Linked DNA regions of Mus musculus: region 2 is linked to region 1. The links are chromatin contacts, called in public promoter capture Hi-C maps. All regions are on one chromosome and are shown on one strand. The core of a region is the stretch at or near the end of the contact, and the rest is flanking DNA. Distances in the headings are between cores, read along the strand shown. Region 1 overlaps Mindy4 (MINDY lysine 48 deubiquitinase 4). Region 2 has its middle 26 kb from the start of Gm34441.

Region 1 (4,450 bases), core at 1,317-3,816:
AAAGCAAAACCCAGAGTCTGGGCCTGTGCAACACCTCCGTGACAACAGAGCCAGGTGGCAGGAAGTCACACTGTCCGCTCAGTGACCTACCACCCGGCTGGGACAGTGAGGGTTCAAGCTGCTGGTGATCCAAAATGACTTGGCAGACTGCTATGCACAAAACCTTCACCTCCCCATCTATGAAAGAAAGGTTAGATTGGGGGATGGGGTGCTGGGCACGCCTCTATGGACTAAGCATATTGCCAGATGGCCAGGTATAGAGTTGGCACATCCTATAGGGTGGGTCATGATTCCTGCAGAGCAGGAAGGCTCGGCTTAAGGATAAGAGGTCATCTTCCCCTGGATGGATCATGGCTGATTCTGAAGTTGATTTCCATTTGGTTGAACTCTCTGAGAGTGAGAACGAATTCCCATCCAGCTGTTTCTTCTAAAGAATCAAGACAGAACTTCCATGAGCCTTGGCACGTTGAGAAGGAAACTCCACTCACCAGGTCTCCAGCTAGCCACTCTCCTCGTACACGGACAGGAGGCTTACAGTTCAGCTGCATCTTACCAGGTATGTGAAATCTGACTCTGAGTTTGGCAGTGACCTAAGTATGGACTATGGCACCATGTGTGCCCTGCAAGCAGCAGGGTTTGCCCCATAACCTCACCCCCATAGCCAAGACCCTGCCAGCAGGTCCCCACAGTGACCTCAGAGGCTACTTTCCCAAGTTCCTTTGAGCTGTTTGAAAATCTGTAGCAAAAACAAAACGCAAAGCCTTTGTAATTCGACCCCTTGGACTAGGATTCCTGGCCTGCTGTTTCCCATTACAGTGGCTTGCTATCTGATGAATCAAGAGGACAGGGACCCAGCCATTCCACTCTTCATCCACCCCTTCAGCCTTCCGGGAATAATTCCGGGGAAAACTCTGGGAAAGTACTCCCATGGTAACTGGCCAGGTAGACTCACCATGGCGAATGCACTGAGAACATACAACAGGCAAAGACCTGGTGTTAGGAAGAAAGTTCCCTGGCCTCTGGCAGTCATACAGACAGGCTTGGTACCTCCCTTGGTAACTGACATGCAAAAGCAGGCTCATAAGGCAGACGGACGTGGATAGAGCCAGGGAGACCCTTATCCATCATTAGAACAGCACTTCTCAAAAGCAGGGCCTAGAGAGATGCTTCCACAGTTAAGAGTGATTGCTGGAAATACTGAGGACCAGAGTTCAAATCTCAGCACCCAGGGAATAAGCCAAGTGTTTCACATATGTATTGCTGGGGCTTGCTGGCCTAGACTATCCAAGAAAACATAAACCCCAAGTTCATCAAGAGACTCCATCTCAAAGATACTGGGTGCCAGGTGGGTGGGTATAGAGGATACCTGCTGCCTTCTTCTGGCTTCCATAGTATGAATAGGTATGCACACACATGCGCCACACACATACATTGTAAACACGAATCAATGAATGTTTTTTTAAGTGATCCTAGGGCTGTGGCAGCAGCAGCAACCAGTAACTACATAGGAATTCACATCCTCAGGCCTCCTACAAAGGCCCTGGTTGACCTGGACGTTCCAGTTCTAACATATTCCTCAAAGGAAGCCAAAGTCTACAAGCCTAGAACCTACGTTCTGGGGCAAGACTCCCCAGTGAGTAACCTAGAACTCACATAGGTTTCCCCTAGCCATCCCATCCCGGGGATGGATGGTGCCTGGGACCCCTAAGAGCCCCTAAGCCTGATGTTCGGAACCCTGACTATTTGTATGCTACACAAACAGTCCTCTTTCTCTCTGTGACCAACACTGAGAAGCACTTCTGAAGATGCCATCGCTCTGCCTCATCCGAGCCCCAGACAGGGAGCAGAAGTGAGAGCAGGGAAAGCCAGGCCCCACTCCCCAGGGCAAGCTGCTCTCCAGCACTCATCAGGCATCACTGGGGGTGGGGAATGGGTTTGGGATCCTCCCAAGAGACAAAAGCACCAATAGAACAGGTCCAAGCCCACCCTCCATGATGATGATCATGAATTGTGCTCCGTGCCAGCCATCTCAGGCAAGAAGTTACCCTCAAGGTAGGCCAAAACTCTGAGCCATTCTCAAACAACTGCCCATCAGACTGAGCTCAGAAAGCCAGTCAAGGCTGGGCTGGCGGGGGGGGGGGGGGGGGGGCGGCGTGTGTGTCTGCTTGGCCAATCGGGAGCCATCTAATGTCAAAGGAGAGCAGTGAAGGACTAAGGGGTACTACTGGTGAGAGGGGTACAAAGATAAAGTCAAAAAGAGTCTCAAGAAGCATCCCAGTCCAAAAGGGATAGAAGCTGTGCCTAGGGGCCAGTTGGGGCCCTTCTCCTTCAGAAAGGTCACCCTGTGGCCTCCTCTGCTAGCCTGCATAGGTGCCAAGGCTAGGATCACCTTCTTTCCCCTTCAAAGCCTTCACTCATCACCTTGAATGAGTGGCCCTTTGTACTTGAAAGGACAGGGACCCGCACATGCCCCTAATCCTCTGATGAAAGCAGCCAGCCTATGACCCTGCAGGAATGCTGTCTCCCTGTGGGGGAGGGCAGGGAACTGGCACAATGGGGATGTGCCTGCAGCCCTCCCACTTCCCCTTCCTGATGCTTCCACAGTGCCAAGGCAGTCCTTGCTCTGTTCCCCAGTCCCACTCAAAGGCTTGTTTGTCTACAGAGGGCCACAGGCCTGAACTCCAGGCCTGCCACATGTATCTCAGGTGCTCAGGATCTCAGGGCCGGGCTGTGACTCTGGCCCTAGCTAGGAAACATATTCCTCTTGACATAACACAAGTTACAAGTGCCAAGGACAATGACAGTGAGAGCTAATGCTAGAAAGCACTTAGGAATAGCCACATGGGCTCCAAGCTGTCGTCGTCCCCACTTTACAGATGACCAAGTAAGCCAGATAGGTGAGGTCTAGTGTCTCACAGTCAGCCTGCAGGCTGGCTCCAGAACTCATTCTCAGAACCACACAACATGCACTACGTCCCTGGAAAAGCAACCAGAACCCTGTCTCCCTCCTGAGACGCTCCTCCCTGATTCACTACTGCACACCGAGATCTCCTAGTCTCTTACTGCAGACTTTGAGAAGAGCTGCGCAAACGAGCCAGAGGCTTCTATTCTCGATGGCCCACGGGCCCTAAAGAGCACAGCCCCAGCCTGGTGCACAACAAAGCCTAGAAGAAAGGAATGGGCTTCCCTCAACTCTAGCCTGGGCTGCAGCCTCCCCTAAATGCAGAGTCAGGATGAGGTGTCAAGGACCCACCGAGTGCCTCAGAAACAGGAGCCTCCCTGCTCAGTGTTCTGAGTGAGTGGCTATACCACACAAGGTAGAGAGGTACTGCTGTTGTGGTCACCCACAACCCAGCATGCCCTGACCACCCCATCCCCTCTCCCAATTCTATTCAGTCCTTTAGCTCCTGAAAAGTCAGCAAATTGTCAGCCCAGTGGAGACATCGGCTTCAGTGTAAGCCCCCAGGCCAGTGTCTATCAGCTGCATGGTATTACCTGACCACAGCCTTCTAAATCAGGCCACCCCGGAAGCTGTTTGTCTTTCTGTCCACAGGCTTAATATCCCCAACCAATGCACATCCTGGCCTCTAGGGTGAGTTTTATGAGGTTAGAGGCAGCCCCACTCACTTGGTTCTGATACAGAGCTCAAGAGGAGGGACAAGGTCACTGCAGCTGTCCGCTGGGGCGGTCTTGGTGGTATCTAGGAAGGAAGGGGGAAAAGCACTATGTCATCTCAGGGATAGGCACTGCCATTGCGGCCAGTTTGGGCAACTCCGGAGGCCTACCCCAACCCTTGGGTATGATGGACCCATCTTCATCTTGACTGGATCCTCCCCCCTTCTTGGTCATTAATTCTTACCAAGACAGTGCACTGGCTTCTTACCTCCAGCCTTCACCAAACCCACACCTTTCTTTAGTTATCAAAATATTTTTTCTAAAAGCAATTGTGGTCTCTTTATTCCTCTACCCTAAAACCTCCTATGACACCTGTACTGGCTAGTTTTGTGTCAACTTGACACAGCTGGAGTTATCACAGAGAAAGGAGCTTCGGTTGAGGAAATGCCTCCATGAGATCCAACTGTAAGGCATTTTCTCAATTAGTGATCAAGGGGAAAAGGCCCCTTGTGGGTGGGACCATCTCTGGGCTGGTAGTCTTGGTTCTATAAGAAAGCAGGCTGAGCAAGCCAGGTGAGGCAAGCCAGTAAAGAACATCCCTCCATGGCCTCTGCATCAGCTCCTGCTTCCTGACCTGCTTGAGTTCCAGTCCTGACTTCCTTGGTAATGAACAGCAGTATGGAAGTGTAAGCCGAATAAACCCTTTCCTCCCCAACTTGCTTCTTGGTCATGATGTTTGTGCAGGAATAGAAACCCTGACTAAGACAACACCCTATTGCCTGAAATGCAAATCCAAACATGTCAGCATAGCTTACAGGGCACTTGCATGTGGCCT
Region 2 (4,450 bases), core at 507-3,006, 200 kb before region 1:
TCCTCATAGATCAGTGTCCTACTCATCCATCACCAGGGAAGCTTCCTCCTGAATCAGCTGGGAACAAATACCGAGACCCACGGGCAGACAATAGGCAGTGAGAGACCTTGGAACATTCAGCCCTAAATGGGATGTTTGTATCAAACAAATCCACTCCCTTGGGGCTCTGGGAACTCGGTGGAAGAAGAAGCAGAGAGTGTAAGAGCCAGGGGAAACGGAAGACGCCAAAGAATCAAGACCACAGCAGGACCGATCAATGTAGACATGACCTCGCAGAGCCTGAGGCAGCCTGCGCAAGGCCGGCACAGGTCTGCCTCAGATGGGATCCTAGAGCTGAAGGGAGAAGTGGACACACGCCCCCATCCCTAACCCAGAAGCCGTCTCCAATCAATACAATTGAAACACACTTGCAAATTAAGTTTTATCACTGGAGAAACAAACTACTCCTAATCGTAGGCTGCCAGCCCAGCAGTTGATGGCCAGCAGAAAAGGCCGGTAGCACCTGTGGAGGTCCCTTGGCTCATAGCCTGTGTCAAGGCTTGTTTTTAATCTTATAGTTTTAGTTTTTATGTTTATTTTATTTTTATTTTCTCTCTCTCTCTTTTTAATCCTACATGTCCTTTGTGTATATTTTTTGGCTTGGAGGTTCTTGGTCTCATTATGTTAAGTCGGGTAGTTTTTATTTTCTACATTGCCAGTCATATACATTGGCTTCTGGTTTTTTATGGGATTGCTAAGTGTGCAAACATGTGTGTCTCAGCATCTTGTGCTTTTTCGTTGGCTCTTGTTCTTGCTTGTTTTTTTTTTTTTTTGTTCATACTTTAATTTGTTTGTTTGTTTGTTTGTTTTATCTTATTGTATTTTCTTATTTCTCCTTAGATGTCTATTTGTTTTCTAATGAGAGATAGAAAAGTTGAGAATCCGGCATTCGAAGTAGCATCTGCTGGGTGTGCTCCTCTGCATACCGAATTCTCCCAGGCTGCAGCCCTTCATGACCCACTCCCAGTATTCTCGCGTCCACAGGGAGCTAGTTCCTGCCTTTCCAAGTGTCATGGTTGCACAAGTTTGTCGTACGAGATGGTGTGCATAATCTACATATCTCCCCCCAGATGACTCAAATCATGTCTAGACCTTTGCGCTACTCAGCCCAATGTGGGCGTTATGCAAATGACTGCTGAGTACCGCTTTTCCCAGAAAGTTTTCCATTCGAGGTTTTCTGCATTCACAGATAAGGAGCCCACAGGGACAGAGGAACAGCCGAACTCATTAACCTCCCTACAGACATTAAGCTCCTGGGGAGAAGCCCTCCTTTCTCTCACTTGTCTTCTCCAAAACCTCAGTAAGAAGACAATAGCAAAGCCCGCCGTGAAAATCTGAGGCCTAACCAGATGGATGCAGATGTTCACGCTTACAATTAAGTGCGAAAGTTCTTAGACACAAATCCACGTCCTAAAGGGCTCCTTATGTGTAGTCTCCAGAAATAACTTTTCTGTGTGATCATACAGAAATACAAATGTGTGTGCCGGCGAAGTCCAAAGAGAAAAGCCCTGCGAGAAAAGCCCTGCACGGTGCACTGTGGGTCACATTCTTCTTACAAGATATTTCGCATGTAAGTGTCTCTTCCCAGTGTTAATTATAGAAAATATTTAAGCTTGTTCTTTCTCTCATTATCTCATTACCAGGCACTGTGTGGAAATGAGCCAGTTTCCCTAGACTGGAAGCGCGCGTTACACCGATCATCAAACAAAATGGCCACCAGAGGGCAGTGCAGACCTATGAGTTGATTCCCCCACCCCACTCCAACCTTCCCTCCCTCCAGCCCAAACTCTTTCTGCCAGGAAGAACTCTAGATAAGGGAAACTGCTGGAAGGGGAAATGTTTCCCAGTTCTTGCTTGTATTCTCAAGGCTTCCCGCCTCTCTCTCTAGCTCCTTGGGTTAAAAACCGTGCTCATGCCATGGCCTGTTGTAGGCCTCCCTCTGCTCCTGATGCAAAAGGTATAACCAAATGACAGACTAGGCTTTTTCCACCACCATGCCACCTGAAAAGCTCACAAGGCTGACCTCTAACCCCAACCCCAGTCGTCAGTGAGTGCTGCCTTATGGCCAGGGAGCAATCAGTCACAGGGTTCATGTGCCCGGGCCACTTTGTGAGACTCGGATCTCATGCAAACATCTCCCTAGATTTGAGTGTGTGCTTCCCACCCGAGATGAGCCCCATCTGGTCCTTAGGCACCCACTCAAAGTCGAAATGGGAAACATTAGAAGGCCAAGGGTAGATCCTATTGCTTAAGTGAACCACAGAGGGAGTGTTTACTTATGTCTGTCAAAGATCACAGACCGGTCTGTCCTAGCCCTCTCTCTAACTCTGCAGCCCCCTGGCTTCAGTGGAAAGTTTCTTTTCCAGCAGTGTCCTTAGGGGCAAATAGAAGCTGGGAATAGGAACCTCTTTCCAAGCAGGGACCTCCTCCATTATATAAATGTTTCCAGACCCTTATTCTGAAGCCTGGATCTGCCCACTCCTTCCTGGAGGATTGAAGAATCCAGGTTCTTTCCAAAGAAATCTCCCAGTTTCTATCTTCCCTGGGCTAAGGCCATCCAATCTGGAGGCAAGAGCCTCTGACCTTCAAACCAGTTGCAGAGCGCTTTAATGGAAGAAGTCCTGTGGTTCTGAGCATGTGCGGTCTATCTCTACCAACCTGATCCAAAGAGGACTGTAAAACCACCACCACCCACCCATCCTCCTATAGAGCCACTTAGAAGAGATTTCCAGGTGGTAGCCCTTGGGAGGCCACATGAGTCTACGCTTTTTCTGGGGAGGCTACTCTTGTTCCTACAAGCAAAATGGCCTGCCCATCCAGCCTGAGCAAGGGGTGGCTCAAAACAAAGCTACTCGACTTCTAAACAACGAATACAGATACTTTGTAGCCCAATCATCATGAGCCTTTAACAGCACTTGACACAGGCAACCACACCTGGTTATTGGGGTCCTCCTTCTCAACTCCCCTGTCAATGTACTTTCTTCCTCTGTTGATGGGCTTGAGTCTCATTATCTGTCTGTTGTCAGCTCCTTGGTGGCTTTCTCTGTGTCCCAGAAAAGCCCCCAGTCTGCTGTCTCGGGATCCTCTCTACAGGGAGGATGGATAAAGTGCTTCATCAAAAGGCCCAAAGGGGGATATTAAAGACCTGGAGACAAGAAAATCCGGAGACCCAAGGCTGTGTGGCTAGGATGGTTATTAGAACTGGTTGCTGCTTCAGTTTCAGGGACCACCAAAATGCCAAGCGCACTGTCTGAGAGCACTCTCTTTACTACTGCCTGTGATTGTCAGCCAAAATCATTCTATGCAGGCAAATGGAACAGAGGTGACAGAGGGGTTGGAAACCCTGGAAATGACGACACAGGGACCAGCTGTGGGCAGGCAGATCAACTTTACTTAGGATGATTTAAGGCTTCCATAACTTGGGGGGCTGAGAGATCAGAATATCCAGGGTGGGCAACAGTCACTGGCTGAAGGTTTAAGATACTGAGATAACTCACTAGCCTGGAGAGGCATTCCAGGAATCTCAGGCGCTAGCTGAACAGCTTCTGATCAGGAGAAAGGAAGTTGAACCTGTAATCTGACTAAGGCTTTATGATATTTTGTAGGTAAAGGTTGTGGGGGGTGGGGGGAGTCTGGGCTCCCCAAAACAAGGTCAGAGAAAGTGGAAGCCCAGCTAGCAGGGAAGGGAGTCCTCCATTTTGTTCTGAGACCAGAAGGCTATCCAAACAATGATAGACTTTCATCTTAATTCACAGGGCAACAACTGACAGTGGAATTTGGTTCTGGGTGAGCACTCACTTTGGTGCTGAGAGATGGGAGCACCAGAAATGCCACCCTTAGCTTTTCTTGCATTTGTAAGTTGACAATGCCTCCTGATGATGTCAGGTCTGGATGATGTCACATCAGAACTGCCTTCCACCTCTCCTGACTGGCCTTTCACTGAACATTGCCTCCTTGTGACAAACTATTTCCTTAAGAGACTTCCCCCTTCCTCAGCTCTAGCCAGGAGCCTGAGGCCAGGTCCTTTTCCTCCCCTCACCTGAGCCAAGAGCACCTCCTGCTAGCTGTCCCCAAGTCCCCATATCTATGTATGCATGGCAGTCTATTCAATGAAAGATAAGCATACCTGTTTTCCACCCAGAAAGCAGAGAATGGAAATAGGTAACAGCCCGGTGACCTGGGCTGTCTGTAAGGTCTGAACACACTTGAGTCTCCCCAGACTACGATGCTTAGCGCGGACTCTTGCTCATGAGACCTTCAACTTGAGCACTGTTTCTCAGTCAATAGAGTCCACCCTCGAGTCACATGTGCTTTACAATAGCTTAGATAACTTCTGTGCTATCTGTAGTACCAGGGCACTCCTGACTCCCAGACTTTTATGTTTATCTTACTCATGCGTTCTCCCTAGACT

The links. Promoter capture Hi-C pulls out the DNA fragments that hold promoters and counts their contacts.
Region 2: a promoter capture Hi-C map of neural stem cells shows a contact between it and region 1. The contact joins two enhancer-like sites. A contact is called at or near these places in 3 of 39 promoter capture datasets (the 3T3-L1 cell line, hippocampal neurons and neural stem cells).

What each region holds. Positions count from the first base shown.
Region 1 is chr6:55,308,512-55,312,961 of GRCm38.p6, reverse strand. Mindy4 (MINDY lysine 48 deubiquitinase 4) reads right to left here. Exons shown (of 18, transcript NM_001142781.1): 17 at 3,628-3,700. Among named protein-coding and RNA genes, the nearest start is that of Gm38819, 18 kb to the left of the region's middle. Within about 2 kb of position 2,566, at least 5 of the 459 cell types and tissues checked have an H3K27ac peak or open chromatin away from gene starts, as enhancers often do. A contact at or near this core is called in neural stem cells, where this site is marked.
Region 2 is chr6:55,509,252-55,513,701 of GRCm38.p6, reverse strand. No RefSeq gene overlaps it. Among named protein-coding and RNA genes, the nearest start is that of Gm34441, 26 kb to the left of the region's middle. Within about 2 kb of position 1,756, at least 21 of the 459 cell types and tissues checked have an H3K27ac peak or open chromatin away from gene starts, as enhancers often do. A contact at or near this core is called in neural stem cells, where this site is marked.